Linked DNA regions of Mus musculus: all the other regions are linked to region 1. Evidence: chromatin contacts called from public HiChIP or PLAC-seq and promoter capture Hi-C data. All regions are on one chromosome and are shown on one strand. Each heading gives the region's core, a stretch centred on a gene start, on an enhancer-like site or on the middle of the called end of the contact. The rest is flanking DNA. Distances are from core to core; before and after follow the strand shown. Region 1 holds the start of H2-T24 (histocompatibility 2, T region locus 24). Region 2 holds the start of 4833427F10Rik (RIKEN cDNA 4833427F10 gene). Region 3 holds the start of Tubb5 (tubulin, beta 5 class I). Region 4 has its middle 8.4 kb from the start of Ier3. Region 5 holds the start of Trim39 (tripartite motif-containing 39).

Region 1 (2,700 bases), core at 123-2,622:
GGTGGTCCCTGTTTAGGAGGACGAGGAAGCCACTCACATCCTGAAATATCTACAGTAGTTATTTTTCTGGGGTTGGGTGGAGGGTTGCCTAGAACTCAGTAATCTTCCTACTCAGTCTTCCAAATGATTACAGGATCATGGGTGTGAGATGCCATATCCAGCTCCATTTCAACTGAATATTGTGTTCTAGTCAAATTGACACACGAAATCAACCATTATAACCAGCTAGCAGAAATACATAATTATACATGTATGTGTGAGGCAGGAGGATCATGAATTTGAGGGTCACATAAATAGAATCCTATAATACAATAATTATTATTAATGATGATGATAATGATAATGACTGTAGAGAGATCATCTTGTGTATTGTGGATGCCTTACCTGTCAATTTAAAAGCCTACAGCTTAAGCAGGAAATAGAGGTGGGACATTGGGAGGAGAAAGAATTCTGGGAGAGGAGGAGTCCGGGAGAGAGAGGAGCCTGGAAAAAGGTGAGGAGACAGACACATGGACACGTGGTACCTGAGCACAAGTAATCAGCCACGTGGCAAAATGCAGCTTAAAATAAATGGGTATTTTTTAGTTATAATCTAGTCAGAGTAGAGCCTAGCTATATGGCCAAGGTATTTGTAAATATAATTTGAGCCTGAATCTTATGTCCAGGAGCATGGGGCTGGCAGAAAGAACCAGGACTTTAACAAATGATGATGCCAGGGAGACAGACTGCTCAGCTAGTAAAGGCACCTGCTGCCACCCATATGGTGGAAGGAGACCTGATCCAAATTAGGTTGTCCTCTGACCTCCACATCTGGGCTATACTATGGGTTGCAGGCTACACATGAGCACACACAAACATGCATATGGATAAATTTACACAACAGTGTGCACAGTGTATACTTTATAAGTAAACATGTAGTTCGCAGAAGTAGGGAAGGCAGCCCAGCTGTTAAGAGCACTTACTGTTCTTCCAGAAGACTGTGGTATAGTTCTGAGCACCAGCTGGAGGGAGCTTCATGCCCTCTTCTGACCTCTGGCATGTTATGCACACATACAAGCAAATACTCAAAACCACATTAGAATGTAAGGAAAGGGCTGGTTTGGCGGTGCATGCCTTTAGTCCCAACTCCTTTGAGTTCAAGGCCAGCCTGGTCTACATAGCAAGTTTGAAGACAGAGCTACTAACTGAAACCTAGTCTTCTGCAAAATGGCCCAAGGTTCGAGGTTGGAGGTTTTCCGGTCTTAAATTTACCCAGCACACAACCCTACTTACGGGCTCCGCCGTCCTGGGGGTGACTCAGAAGCCAGAAGATAAGAGCCCACATGGTGTCAGGATCAAGCTTTAAGCTTCCACTGTCCTGAGAAACTAGACTTTAGAGAAGTCGCGACTGCCTGCGGAAACCAATAGGGTGGGGGTGGGGGTGGGGTGAAGCCTGTTAACAGATAAGGCTGGTTCAGTTTCAAGCTTTAGGGGTTCCTGCAGAGCTTCCCACTAGGATGAAGGCTTTCTTTTCTGGATATGGGTCTGCTGGCTTGCAGGCTAGTGCCCCTAGGGGGAGTGAGCCCTCTGTATGACATTTCTGACTCTTTTCCAGGAGTTTCAGCTTGTTTACTTTGGGCTTTGGGGCAGTTAACAGTGTTAGACTTCAGCGCCCCGCCCCACTGTCAGTCTGTCAGACTTCAGCGCTTTCCTGCGGGGTGGGGGTGGGGAAGTGATGAAGCTGGGAAGTCGAAACCGAAACTGTAGCACTTTTCTACTGCTGGGTAGTTAGCTAACTTGTATCTTTGTGGAACTGCAGTCATTTCAGTGTAATTACCTAAAGCATCAAGAGCCTTCCAGACAAGGCATCCACTGTTCTAGTGTAGTGTGCCTGTTGCTTTCTGTTTCCTTCTCATTAGGTAGTTTCTGTTATTTTCTTTTAGAAAAAAAGATTCATCTTATTTTTAACTGGTGTGTGTGTGTGTGTGTGTGTGTGTGTGTGTGTGTGTGTCTTAGTCTTAGGGTTTCCATTTCTGTGAAGAGACACCAAGGCAACTCTTACAAAGGATAACATTTAACTGGGGCTGGCTTACAGGTTCATAGGTTCAGTCCATTATTATCAAGGCAGGAAGCATGGCAGCATGAAAGCAGGCATGGTGCTGGAGATAGAGCTGAGAGCTCTATATCTTGTGATGGGCACCAGAATACTGTCTTCCAGGCAGCCAGGGGAAGGGTCTCAAAGCCCACCCTCACAGTGACACACTTCCTTCAACAAGGCTACACCACCTAATAGTTCCACTTCCTGGGCCAAGCATATTCAAACTACCACAGTGTGTGCGTGAATGTGTGCCACATTTGGGTGGGCATCCAAGGATGTGGCATTGGCTACCATGGAGTTGGAGTCAGAGATGATTGTCAGCCACCAGATATGGATTCAGGAAATTGAGTCTGGTTCTCTGGAAGAGCAATTTGTGCCCTGTGCAAACATGAGGACCTGAGTTCAAATCTCAAGCACCCCTGTAAACAGCTACCTCTGGCCACATCAGTGACTTGAGTGCTGGGGGTGTTGAAGAGGGAATCACTGGGGCTTGCTAGCTACCAGCCTAGCCAATGGCCTGGCAAGAGTGCTCAGTGCCCTTATTCTGTAAGCTGTCCCACATACAACCAGGGAGGGTGAAGATGGAAAGATGGGGTAAAAGAGAACCAAGTGGAATGATAATT
Region 2 (2,700 bases), core at 44-2,543, 250 kb before region 1:
TGCCACACACACACACACAGGGACCACAGTTCAATCCTCAGCACCCACATAAACATCCAGGGTGAGCAACATGAACTTTAAACCCAGTGCTGGAAACATAGAGACAGAAGGCCCCTTGGCTTGCTGATCAGGCAGCCTCATCTAATCTGTGTGCCTCAGGTCTCAGAGAAAGACCCTGTCTCACTCTGTGACTTTAGGTAAATTCCAGCATCCTCTGCCGAATTGGGTTGATAAAACTCCTGTAGGAGCGAGCGCTCTGAAGGCCTGCAGTCAGCTTAGCCGCTGTGAACTCCCAGCTTTGCCTAACTTCCCTGGAGTGTAAGCAAATACTCTCTAAAAATCAAACATCGGCCCCCGGCAATGTAGCAGGAGGACATTTTTAAGAAGCAGAGATGTTTGTTTGGTTTGGTTTTAAAAGACAGGATCTCTACGTAGCCCCAAGTGGCCTGAAACTTGCTTACAATGTAGATCAGGCTGGCCTGAAGCTTACAGAGACCCTCCCGCCCTGCCACCTGAGTGCTGGATTAAAGGCACTTACCTGCTTTTCATTTTCCTAAGCAACACTTATTTTTTTCTTCTAAGGTTGTTCCTTGCCCTCATTATAAGAGTCAGAATTCATGAAACACTTCTTTTCCCCTGGCTCCATGACTCATCAGGTGGAGGCCCTTGGCACCAAGTCGGATGACTTCAGTTCAGTCCTCCGTGCCCACACAGTGAGAGGCAAGAACCAACTCCCACACGTTGTCCTCCATCTTCCCTGCTTGATCCTGGAAACACACACATACACCCCTGAACACACACAAGCCCAAACACACACACACACAAGCGCACACACACACAGCTCTAGAGCTATCCTCCTGCCTCCGCATCCCCAGCACTGAAATTACAGGTGTATCCCAGCAGGCCCAGCTGCTCAGAATTTTTGCAGCTATAGTTGATGTGACCTGGCTTCACTCTTCTCAGTGACACAGTATGAGAAGCTGTGTCCAAAAACGGGCACACACCGTGCCACAGGCAGAAGCTTACCCAAGGCCTCCGCTCGAGCCTGGCAGAACACTCCAAGCTGTTTGCATACCTTGAATGCCATGGCAGCAAATCAAGGCCTGTCAGACACGGGGATTTATGGCAGACTATATAGAACATCGAGCTCTGGTCAGACATCTAGGAGACCCTTCCAGCAACAGGACGCCATACAAGGAAGCTTCGTCTCACAGGCTGGGACGTGGGGAGGAGTCAGAAAGGACAGTTTTGTTGCTCACCAAGAGGGAATCTCTGCCCTGATAGACATCAAGAGACAGGAGACAGAGTTTGCCATGAGAGTCAGTCTCATGGCAAGGGGTTTTTGGTAACATAACAAAGAATCAGAAACTTCAATGTACAAAAGAGCTTTTAATCAAAATGAATGGGGACTAAGGTTGGAACTTAGTGGATAGTGTAATCAATTAGAATGGAAGAAGCCCTGGGTTCAGTTCCCAGTACCACAAAAAACCAGGCATTGTGGTGGTTTGTATGTGCTTGGCTCTGGGAGTGGCACTATCAGAATGTGTGGCCCTGTGAAAGTAGGTGGGAACTTGTTAGAGCATGTGTATCACTGTGGGCAGGGGCTTTAAGACCCTTATCCTAGCTGCCTGGAAGTAAGTATTCTGCTAGCAGCCTTCAGATGAAGATGTAGACCTCTCAGTTCCTCCTGCACCATGCCTGCCTGGATGCTGCCATGTTCCCACCTTGATGAAAATGATCTGAGCCTCTGAAACTGTAAGTCAGCCCCAATTTAATGTTGTCCTTATAAAAGTTGCCTTGGTCACGGTGTCTGTTCACAGAAGTAAAACCCTAAGACAGGCATAGTGGTACACATCTGTAATGCCAGCACCTGGGAGGTACAGGCAGGAGAATCATTAGTTCAAAGTCATCTTCAGATACATTAGGAGTTTGAGGCCAGCCTGGGCTACACGAGACCTTATCTCCAGAAAAAGAAAAAACTGGATTTGAGCCATCTGTGACATTTTCAAGGTGCCTGACCCACACAGCTGTTTTACTTGACTGAGTCTTCAATACTCCTTTATTTACTGAACATAGTTCACATGTGTAATCCTGAGCAATTGGGGAGACAGTGTAAGAAAAGACAGAGATGGAAAGTTTGCTCTGTGTTAGAGATCAGCTTAGAGATGATCCTTAAAAGGTACCTCACACCTGCAATTCCAGCATTCAGGAGACAGAGGCAAGAGGATCATTACAAGTTTGGGTCCAGCCTGGGCTACACAGTGAGTTCTAGGAGGCTCACAACCATAGATAAGGCCAGCCCTCTTCGGGGCTCTGTGGGTACTGTATGTATGCATGTGATGCCGGTACATACCCACAGGCAAAACACTCACAGACATTAATTAAGAAAGGAAGAAAGAAACAAAGAAACAAAGAAGGAAACAAAAAGGAAGAAACAGCCGGGTGTGGTGGCACATGCCTTTAATCCCAGCACTTGGGAGGCAGAGGCAGGCGGATTTCTGAGTTTGAGGCCAGCCTGGTCTACAAAGTGAGTTCCAGGACAGCCAGGGCTATACAGAGAAACCCTGTCTCAAAAAAAAAAAAAAAAAAAAAAAAAAAAAAAGGAAGAAACAAAGGAAGAAAGGATCCTTCCTTACAAATCAATGAAAAATGCAAATATCTCTATTTATTTATTTTTGAGACTAGATTTCATGTAGCTAA
Region 3 (2,700 bases), core at 131-2,630, 180 kb before region 1:
CCGGTGATGGGTGGGTCAGGCGCTATAAACCTCTATGTGGGCGGATTGGAGCCCACCTATTTGGCTTTGCACCCAGGTTGGCTCCTGAAGCCAGGAACCGCCCTTCCAGGCCAGCACAAAAGAGTTGGGGGAGAAAGGTGCGGCCACTGCAGTCGCCCACCCCTTACGTGCTCCACGTGACTGCGGTGGCGGGCCGCTCCTCCAGCAAACCACAAAGGCGGGAGCAGCGCGGGCGGGGCCTAGCTCGAGGGGCGGGGCCAGTGCGCCCCCGCGGGTAGGGGCCGCATTGTCCCTGCGCGCCAGGGGCTCCAACCCCGCCCCCAAAGGGTCCCACCCTTCGGCTACAATTTAGCGGCCGCACTTCCTCCCTCCCCTCCCCCGCTACATTGTTAATTGCTAGCAAAAAAGGGGGAAAAATCTTTAAAAAGCCCCATTGCCTATCTTTATTCCCTTCCTTCCCTCTCCTTAGTCTCCCAGACAGTCTCACATATTTGAAAAGCTCACTTTCATACCGCTCACACCCTAAAGGGCAATGAAAAGTAAAAGTAGGCCCCTATACAGAGTCATTACCTAAAAAAAGCATTGGGATGGCGGGTTCGATGGAGTGTCCAAGCCTTTGTTGAGAGGTAATGCGCACCGGGCACCTCTGCAGCTGCCCGCCAAACCTCGCCCCTTCCCCCCTCCATTCTGTTCCAGTAGAGCCCTCCAGGCTGGGTGGGGGTGGCGCAAGGGGAAAACCTCGCCTCGGCTTTGTCTCGGATCGTTTCCGCATCCCTCCAGTCCTCGAACCGTTAGAAAACCCCTTTTAAGACCAGCTCTTCACAGTCCCTCAGCCTCTCCTTTTCCCTAAACTCGAAAGGCTCTTTTATTAGCTTTCCGAAAATGTGCCAAGAAAAACATTTCCTCATTTTTCAATATCAGAACGCTAGCTACAAATATGGGTTATATTTATACGTGAAAAACTTTGAGGGGCCAAATCTGACGGGTGGAGAATGCAAGAACTCCGTGAACAATGCTCACAATTAACACAGAATTCTCATCTTTACATATTTCAGCTAAAATTTTAAAGTCCTTACCTTAGCACCGATCTGGTTGCCACACTGTCCGGCCTGGATGTGCACGATTTCCCTCATGGCTACGGTTTACTGAAATAATTGTTTTTGATGGTTCCAATGTAGGTACCGAACAAGAAAGAAAATTAAGGTTTTTGGGGTTTTTTTCTTCTGGGCCGGTCTCAGACTGAAAGGATGGACCGGAGCCCGGGAGGCTGCAGCAGCGAGATGCAAGCACGACCGCAGGAAGGTTCTAAGAGGCAGAAGAGGCCGGCGAGCGCAGGAGGGAAGGCGCGCAGGGCGGGGCTCGCGTTCGCGCGGCCGGGGGCGGGAGATAGGCGGGCGCCCCGGGTCTTAGACAAAGCCTACCCAACCAGTCGCTGATTAGACCAACCGATCACGTGCCAGGCGGCCATTGGTTTCTGAGCCAGTGGCGAGCGCAGTCTTTTTTGGGAGTTGTAGTTCTCTATTGTTGTCCACGCTGCAAAAAGAAGTTAGGAATGGGTGGGTACTGTATGAGGAATTGGGGTTATCTTGTGTGTGTGTGATTTTATTTTTTCATGAAAAATGTCCTCACACGAGATTCCTATTTTCTATTCTGAGAGAGGATTTTGTACTAAAAGAGGTTTGGAGAAATGTAGTAATTAGGAGATCTGAGGTGCCAGAGTTGGAAGGTGTGTTGGACACGCCCTGCCAGCTGCCCACCGCAGTAGGTCTAGAAAAGCCAGACTGCATAGCTCAGCGGAAAATCCTGAGAACTATGTTGTCCTTCCCTGATACACAGTATCTAGTTCTTTGTGATCCCAAGACAGGAATTTCAGTAAGGCACAGCTCCCTCGCATCCCTCCAGAAGAAAGAATTACCCTTCTGTTTCCAAGGGAGTTGTCTCAAGGATTTTCAAAAGAGAAACAAAATTGCAAAGATCGTGGTGAAAACTGCATGGAGCTGATGTCCCAAAAGAATGAAGGTGTACTGGCTGGTTTTATGTGTCAACTTGACACAGACTGGAGTTATCACCGAGAAAGGAGCTTCAGTTGGGGAAATGCCTCCATGAGATCCAACTGTAAGGCATTTTCTCAATTAGTGATCAAGGGGGAAGGGCCCATTGTGGGTGGGGCCATCTCTGGGCTGGTAGTCTTGGTTCTATAAGAGAGCAAGCTGAGCAAACCAGTAAAGAACATCCCTCCATGGCCTCTGCATCAGCTCCTGCTTTCTGACCTGCTTGAGTTCCAGTCCTGACTTCATTCAGTGATGAATAGCAATGTGGAAGTGTGAGCTGAATAAACCCTTTCCTCCCCAACTTGCTTCTTGGTTGTGCAGGAATGGAAATCCTGCCTAAGACAGAAGGTGTATGTAAAATCTGCGTGGGATTTGGGCCTTTCAGACGACGCTGAAGACATTCTGGTCATCCTGTCAGGACAGGCTGTAGGGTGGACAGACTAAGAGAATGTCAGTCTTTAGACAGTGCCTCCCTCTCTCAGACACTTGCTTGAAGCAAGGGGATTTGTTTGTTTTTCCAGTTAAATGATTTTATTCATTAGGTGAGTCTGTGGCAATGTGCTGGAACTGAGCAGGAAGAAGGGAGTTGATTGAATGGGCTCAAGTTAGAGGCCTTAATGTTCTCTTTCCAGGGTTTCGAAAATTACTA
Region 4 (2,700 bases), core at 146-2,645, 210 kb before region 1:
GTGTGTGTGTGTGCAAGGTACACTTACATGTCTATAGGCAAAACATTCATACACAGAAAAAAAACATTTAAAAATAATAAATCAGGGCTAGAAAGATGACTCAGCAATTAAGAGCTCTTGTTGCCCTACCGGAGGGCCGGGCACCCACATGATAGCTCATAACCATCCGTAACTCCAGAGGATCTAATGCATTCTTCTGCCTTGTTTGTTCCCTGGCTCCTTTGTTTATGCCTTAGGACTGACCATATGCTTTGTATGTACCTAGAATGATATAAAAGCAGTCTGGAAAAGAATAAACCCACTTCACCTTCAGCCCTGGCTGGAGTCATGTTCTAGTGTTGCCTTTTTGGTCTTTAATCCTCACTCACTCCCTCAAGACCATGTTGACTGACTGAACTGGCTTGGTCAGCCCGGGGAACCCCAGGCCCTGCCTACTTTGACTTTGCACGGTTATAGCTGTAGGCATCTTTATTCACCCATCAGGGATAACTTGGGGGGCAAGGTCACAGCATCACTTGGGTCTACTTGGAGATCCTCACGTTCCTGAGGGTCAACCAGGCCTTGGGGCCAGCGTTTAGCATGACAGTACAAACAAAAGAGCAAACCTCAATGCCTTAATGCTCCTTATCCTCTTCCACATCCAGAGGGCTGAGATTATAGGTTTGCACCACAGTGTCTATTTTTCCGCTGTGAGGGATCAGACCTCAGGCCTCAAGCATACTCAGCAAGCCCTCCAGCCACTAAGCCACATCTTCATCCTCACCTCACCTCATCAGTTCAAGAACTGAACCCAGGCCGTGCCGGTGAAAGTCCCAAGTGCCAGACTTTAGCACCAGGGGCACCTGGCTTTTGGAAGGTTCTTTGTGACCCAGCACCGCCCTCATTTCCTGAAAGTCCTTGGTTCTGAATACCAAATGCATTAGATAGGTTGGTCTCAGCTGAGATGCAGCAGCTCCAAAGGTGGCTCAGCTGCCCAGGAATGTGGGAGTCCCTGCTTTCTGAACTGGGGAATGTAGCTATACAACCACTCCTACATTCTGGGGGGCAGTAGCACTTGATCTATCCTCGATCTCCAGCAGACAGGAGCAACTCCAAATGAGAGCCATTCAGGGAAGGAGCTCAGTGGTGAGAAGAAACACGTGTCATCTCACATTCCCTTCGGTGCTGAGTGGGATTTCTAACTCCTTGATTGTCTGATGCGGGGGGAATGTCTGCAGTGGGCCAGAACTACTTAGGAGCCAGAATGACGGCAGCTTAAGGCCCAGACACTCTAGGGAATCTATGAGACAGTGGAGACAAAACCTGAAGGGAAAGCAAAGCTCTAGTCTGCCCGGTCCAGCTTCCTCTTTCATGAGGTCATGTCAAAGCCATACTGGGGAGGCAGAGTGCCAGGGACTGAGTGAGGTTGTTTTTTCCCTAACTTGGTTCTGAGTCACATGGCATCTCCTCTTCCCAGAATACCACCGCAGGGCTCACCCTTGGCAGCAGATCAAGCCAGTCCTAACACGCGATCCCTAATGGCATCTGGCCAGCCCTCAACTTGAGCATTCTAGCTGAGAGGCTTCTCTGGGAGGGGACATTCCCTCCCAACCTTTAAAGAAAAGGCCCTGTGGTACTGCTCTCGAGGGGGAGGGAGGCACAGCAGACTTTCGGGGACCTATAAAAAAACCCGCTTCTGAATCATGGGGCTTCAGAAGTGCAAGTCCAACGGAGGGCCTGTAATCTAAGGCCTTCAACTGTATAGATCAGTCATCGGTAAATACAGGGTACCACAAAAGGCATGACAAAGAGACACCTTTACCCACTCTACCTTTCCCCCGATTTGATCTTGTGTAAAAAGGGTGGGGTGGGCAGTGGTTCAGTTGGTAGAGTGCTCGTCTAGCATACAGGAAGTCCTCGGTTCAGTCATACCCTCCAGTTGCTAACACTGAAGTAATGACTGGAGCTGCAGGCCGACTCCCATATGATCAAGGTAGAGTGCTTGCCTAGCACACAGAGGCCCTGTGTTCAGTGTCTAGTACCCAGTAAATTGCGACTAATCCCAGCAGTTCAAGGTCCTTCTCAGCTACTTAGAGAGTTCAAGGCCATGGTGAGTTTCATGAGTCTGCCTCTCTCTCTAGAGACAGAGGTCTCTCTGTCTCACTCTCTGTCTCTCTGTCTCTGTGTGTGTGTGTGTGTGTGTGTGTGTGTGTGTGTGTGTGTGTAGGCATTCATGCCACAGTCTGTGAATGGAAATCAGAGGACAGCTTGTGGGAGTTGGCCTTCTCCTCCTGCTGTGTGGATCCTGGGCATAGAGCTTAAGGTATTTTAGGCTCTTTAGGCTTGATGGCAGGCATCTTTGCCACAAGAGCCATCTCAACAGCCAGAGACATTATCTAAAACAAACAAACAAACAAACAAACAAAAAACAGGCAGTGCCTTTAATCCTAACACTTGGGAGGCAGAGGCAGGCGGATTTCTGAGTTCGAGGCCAGCCTGGACTACAAAGTGAGTTCCAGGACAGCCAGGGCTACACAGATACACAGAAAAACCCTGTCTCAAAAAACCAAAAAAAAAAAAAAAAAAAAAAAAAAAAGAAAGAAAGAAAAATGAAAAAAGTTCTAGACCTTGGAAAATTGGAAACAGCGTCCTACAAGATGAACAAGTCAGCCTTCATAGAATTACAATCTGGCAAGAAGGAAACCGAAGCCAAAGAGAAGC
Region 5 (2,700 bases), core at 186-2,685, 250 kb after region 1:
CTTGGAGAGAGAGCTGGCAAGTACATTCTAAACATTCAGTGGTGACTGCAGTCTTTCAACGTCACTACTGATAACTAACTCCTTAGATAGTCAGTGATTAGGAAGGAAATTAGCCAGGTATGGTTAATACTAGGTAGGTAGCGCATGTACCGAGGAGGCAAAGGCAGGAGCCTCAGGAACTCGAGGCCAGCCTAAATTAAATATAACCAATAAATAGTTATTGGTCTCAATAAATGAATAAGTGTATGGAAAGAGACAACCAAAGCTCTCCATTCTTAAGATGTCAATACATAAGTAAGCTAATTTATCTGGTCCCATAACCCCCTACTTTCCTTCTGTCCCAAAAGGGGCCCCCCAAAAAGGAAGGAAATTTGATAGGTCTACCCATCGACAGAAAAGTGCCCATGTAATGAATTGGGGCAACAATGATTATTTCTGTATACTGGTGGTACAAATGGAAGGATTTTAAGTAGGAGTTGGTAACTTATCCTCTTTTAATGGAGAAAAGAATTGATCCAGATAAGTACAGTTGGATGATTTCTTTCTTCTCTGCCCATTAGAATCCAGTTTTGACTAGTGACTTAGCCTCCTCCTCCTCAATCCTACAGATAAGTGGCATCCTCACCTAAAACTGAACCATATTCACACTTGAGAGACCTGCATGTATCTAATTAGCAAATAGATGGTATGAGAGAGAAACGGGCTCAAGGATAGTGAAGAACGGAGAGGATTTGGAGCTGGGGGTGGTGTGGTGGTGGTGTAGAGGGCAGCCATAATATGGCCTTGTGCTCCTCTGGCTTGATCCTTCCTCCCACTCTCCATTACTCGATCTCAGTGTAAGTAATCGCGTCAGAGACGTCCACGTTTTGCCTTTAATCACTATTGGGTACCACCTCAGGAGCCTCTTTCAAGCACTGGCCACAACTCTGTCCCACCCGTTCTCCATCTTCTCCAGCCATATCGGGAGCATGAGGACCAGAGTGAGGGAGCATACGTCGTGCTTGGCAGGGAGGAACGGATGCGTGTCTAAGTGAGGGAGAGGTGTGACGTGAAGGTGGGATGCCCGCTGCCATGTCGCAGCCCAGACCCGCGATGACTGCGTCAGTTTCACCCGGGGAGACCAAAGGCAGCGGGACAGGGGAACGGCGGGGTAGCCAAGCAACGCCGGACGCGCTGACGTCGCCGGGGCGGCAAACGTCCTCCGGGCCCGAGGCGGGCGGAGGCAGCTGTGGTTGCGCGCCGGCCGGCTGACGTACTCGCCGGGCGTAGGGCCGCGGCGAGAGGAGCCCGCTCGCTGGAGCCGGCTGCGGGACCCTTGTGGCGGCGGCGCAGCACCTACCTTCCCGGCTCCGGGTCCCGGAGTGCCGGGCGCGGAGCCGCCGGAGCACTGCCTCCCTCCTTCCTCCTCCCCTCACCCCCGCCCCGCGGCGCGACACACAATACTCGCCGGAAGCGGAAGCCGCGCTGCGGCGATGGAAGACAGCTGCGCGGCGCCGAGCCGCCGTGCCAGGGCCTAGTCGGGCCCGCGGCGGGTGGCGGGCGGAGAGCCGGAGGCGAGGGCCTGCGCGGCTAGTTTACCGGGCGAGAGGGAACCCGCCGCTTCCCGTGGCTGAGGTGCTGGCGCCCAGGTGACCAGAGCGGTCCCCCGGAGACTGAGGGCCGCGCATGCGCGTGGCGAGACGCCGAACCCCATGGCGGGCAGCGCGCCGTGGCTGGGCTGGCAGAGCTGCGCGGTCAGCGAGCCCGCAGAGGCTCAAGCTGGTCCTCGGTGGGGCTGGGAACCGCAGAGGCCTGGGCGGCTACGGGTTGTGGGCGTTGGGCCACACTTTCCCGGTCTCCGGGTCAATTCTGGGGGAGGGTTGCTGTTTAAGGCGGCGGTGTATTACGTGGCCGACCTGAGAGTCTATGCTGGCACGTCACTTCCGACTGGCTGAGGTTTGGCAATTTAACCGGCAAGCTGTAGTAGGTGAGTTATCTTGGCTGCAGACCGAGGTGCGTCTTTTCCCCTCCTCCGGTTGGGTGATGTATTAGCCAGGGGTTCTCTAGAGCTACAGAACCTAGTGAATGTTTCTCTCTCTATAATTAATCGTGATGACTTACAGGCTAACCCAACAATGGGCAGCTGTGGATGGGAAGTCCAAGAATCTAGTAGTTGCGCAGTCCCACGTGGCTAGTTCTTTCAGCTGGTCTTCTGTAGAAGTAGGTTCCGACAGATGTGCTGGCAAGTAAGTGCAAGCCCGTGAAGAAGAGAATCTTCCTTCTTCCTATGTCCTTATGTAGACTTCCAGCAGAAGGCGTGGCCCAGATTAAGGTGTGCACCACCTTGTTTGGATTTGGGACTTGCTTTCTCCCGGGCTGACTTTGAACTCAGAGAACTCCTTGCCCCAGTCTGGGATTGAAGTCGTGTACTGCCTTGCCTGGTCCTAAACTTAATGGCCACTGTACCTCAAGATCTCCATGTCAAGATCCAGGTCAGAAACTTGTGTCTTCCAGCCTCAAGATCTGGATCACAGGTGAGCCCTCCAATTCTGGGTTGTAATTCCTTCCAGATAGTCAAGTTGACCACCAGGAGTAGCCACCACAGCTGACATTAGCGAAACGCTTTCCCTGGCTGGAGCTGGAGTGTAGAAAACCGGTCTAGTTCGGTGCTTTGCTGCCCCTGCATCTAGGATGCCAGGAGGACCAAATCCTGTGCTCAGG

The links. HiChIP or PLAC-seq counts read pairs in DNA pulled down with a chosen protein or histone mark. Capture Hi-C pulls out chosen DNA fragments and counts their contacts.
Region 2: a contact with region 1 is called in an HNF4G HiChIP or PLAC-seq map of pancreatic cancer cells. The contact joins the promoter of 4833427F10Rik here to the promoter of H2-T24 in region 1. A contact is called at or near these places in 1 of 39 promoter capture datasets (the HPC-7 cell line), 1 of 115 datasets of contacts at active chromatin or transcription factors (pancreatic cancer cells) and 1 of 9 other capture datasets (adipose tissue).
Region 3: a contact with region 1 is called in a promoter capture Hi-C map of adipose tissue. The contact joins the promoter of Tubb5 here to the promoter of H2-T24 in region 1. A contact is called at or near these places in 3 of 39 promoter capture datasets (the C10 cell line, hematopoietic stem and progenitor cells and pre-B cells), 1 of 15 datasets of contacts at CTCF or cohesin (CD8 T cells), 1 of 484 Hi-C or Micro-C datasets (pre-B cells), 3 of 115 datasets of contacts at active chromatin or transcription factors (the 230-238 cell line, large pre-B cells and pancreatic cancer cells) and 3 of 9 other capture datasets (adipose tissue, liver and macrophages).
Region 4: a contact with region 1 is called in a FOXA1 HiChIP or PLAC-seq map of pancreatic cancer cells. The contact joins the enhancer-like site here to the promoter of H2-T24 in region 1. A contact is called at or near these places in 2 of 39 promoter capture datasets (hematopoietic stem and progenitor cells and pre-B cells), 1 of 484 Hi-C or Micro-C datasets (pre-B cells), 3 of 115 datasets of contacts at active chromatin or transcription factors (large pre-B cells, microglia and pancreatic cancer cells) and 3 of 9 other capture datasets (adipose tissue, liver and pancreatic islet).
Region 5: a contact with region 1 is called in a FOXA1 HiChIP or PLAC-seq map of pancreatic cancer cells. The contact joins the promoter of Trim39 here to the promoter of H2-T24 in region 1. A contact is called at or near these places in 3 of 39 promoter capture datasets (the C10 cell line, embryonic stem cells and maxillary cranial neural crest), 2 of 115 datasets of contacts at active chromatin or transcription factors (T-cell acute lymphoblastic leukemia and pancreatic cancer cells) and 1 of 9 other capture datasets (adipose tissue).

The regions. Positions count from the first base shown.
Region 1 is chr17:36,019,188-36,021,887 of GRCm38.p6, forward strand. It overlaps H2-T24 (histocompatibility 2, T region locus 24), which reads right to left and starts at 1,373. Exons shown (of 6, transcript NM_008207.3): 1 at 1,273-1,373. The coding sequence starts at 1,324. The region is part of intron 1 of A930015D03Rik (RIKEN cDNA A930015D03 gene); the gene reads left to right.
Region 2 is chr17:35,771,157-35,773,856 of GRCm38.p6, forward strand. It overlaps 4833427F10Rik (RIKEN cDNA 4833427F10 gene), which reads left to right and starts at 1,294. Exons shown (of 3, transcript NR_045459.1): 1 at 1,294-1,755. Gm32409 (a long non-coding RNA gene) reads right to left here. Exons shown (of 4, transcript XR_876780.2): 4 at 2,668-2,700.
Region 3 is chr17:35,836,921-35,839,620 of GRCm38.p6, forward strand. It overlaps Tubb5 (tubulin, beta 5 class I), which reads right to left and starts at 1,381. Exons shown (of 4, transcript NM_011655.5): 1 at 1,077-1,381. The coding sequence starts at 1,133.
Region 4 is chr17:35,811,971-35,814,670 of GRCm38.p6, forward strand. No RefSeq gene overlaps it. Among named protein-coding and RNA genes, the nearest start is that of Ier3, 8.4 kb to the right of the region's middle. Within about 2 kb of position 1,396, at least 276 of the 459 cell types and tissues checked have an H3K27ac peak or open chromatin away from gene starts, as enhancers often do. A contact at or near this core is called in adipose tissue, hematopoietic stem and progenitor cells, liver and 3 more, where this site is marked.
Region 5 is chr17:36,269,998-36,272,697 of GRCm38.p6, forward strand. It overlaps Trim39 (tripartite motif-containing 39), which reads right to left and starts at 1,436. Exons shown (of 7, transcript NM_178281.1): 1 at 1,340-1,436.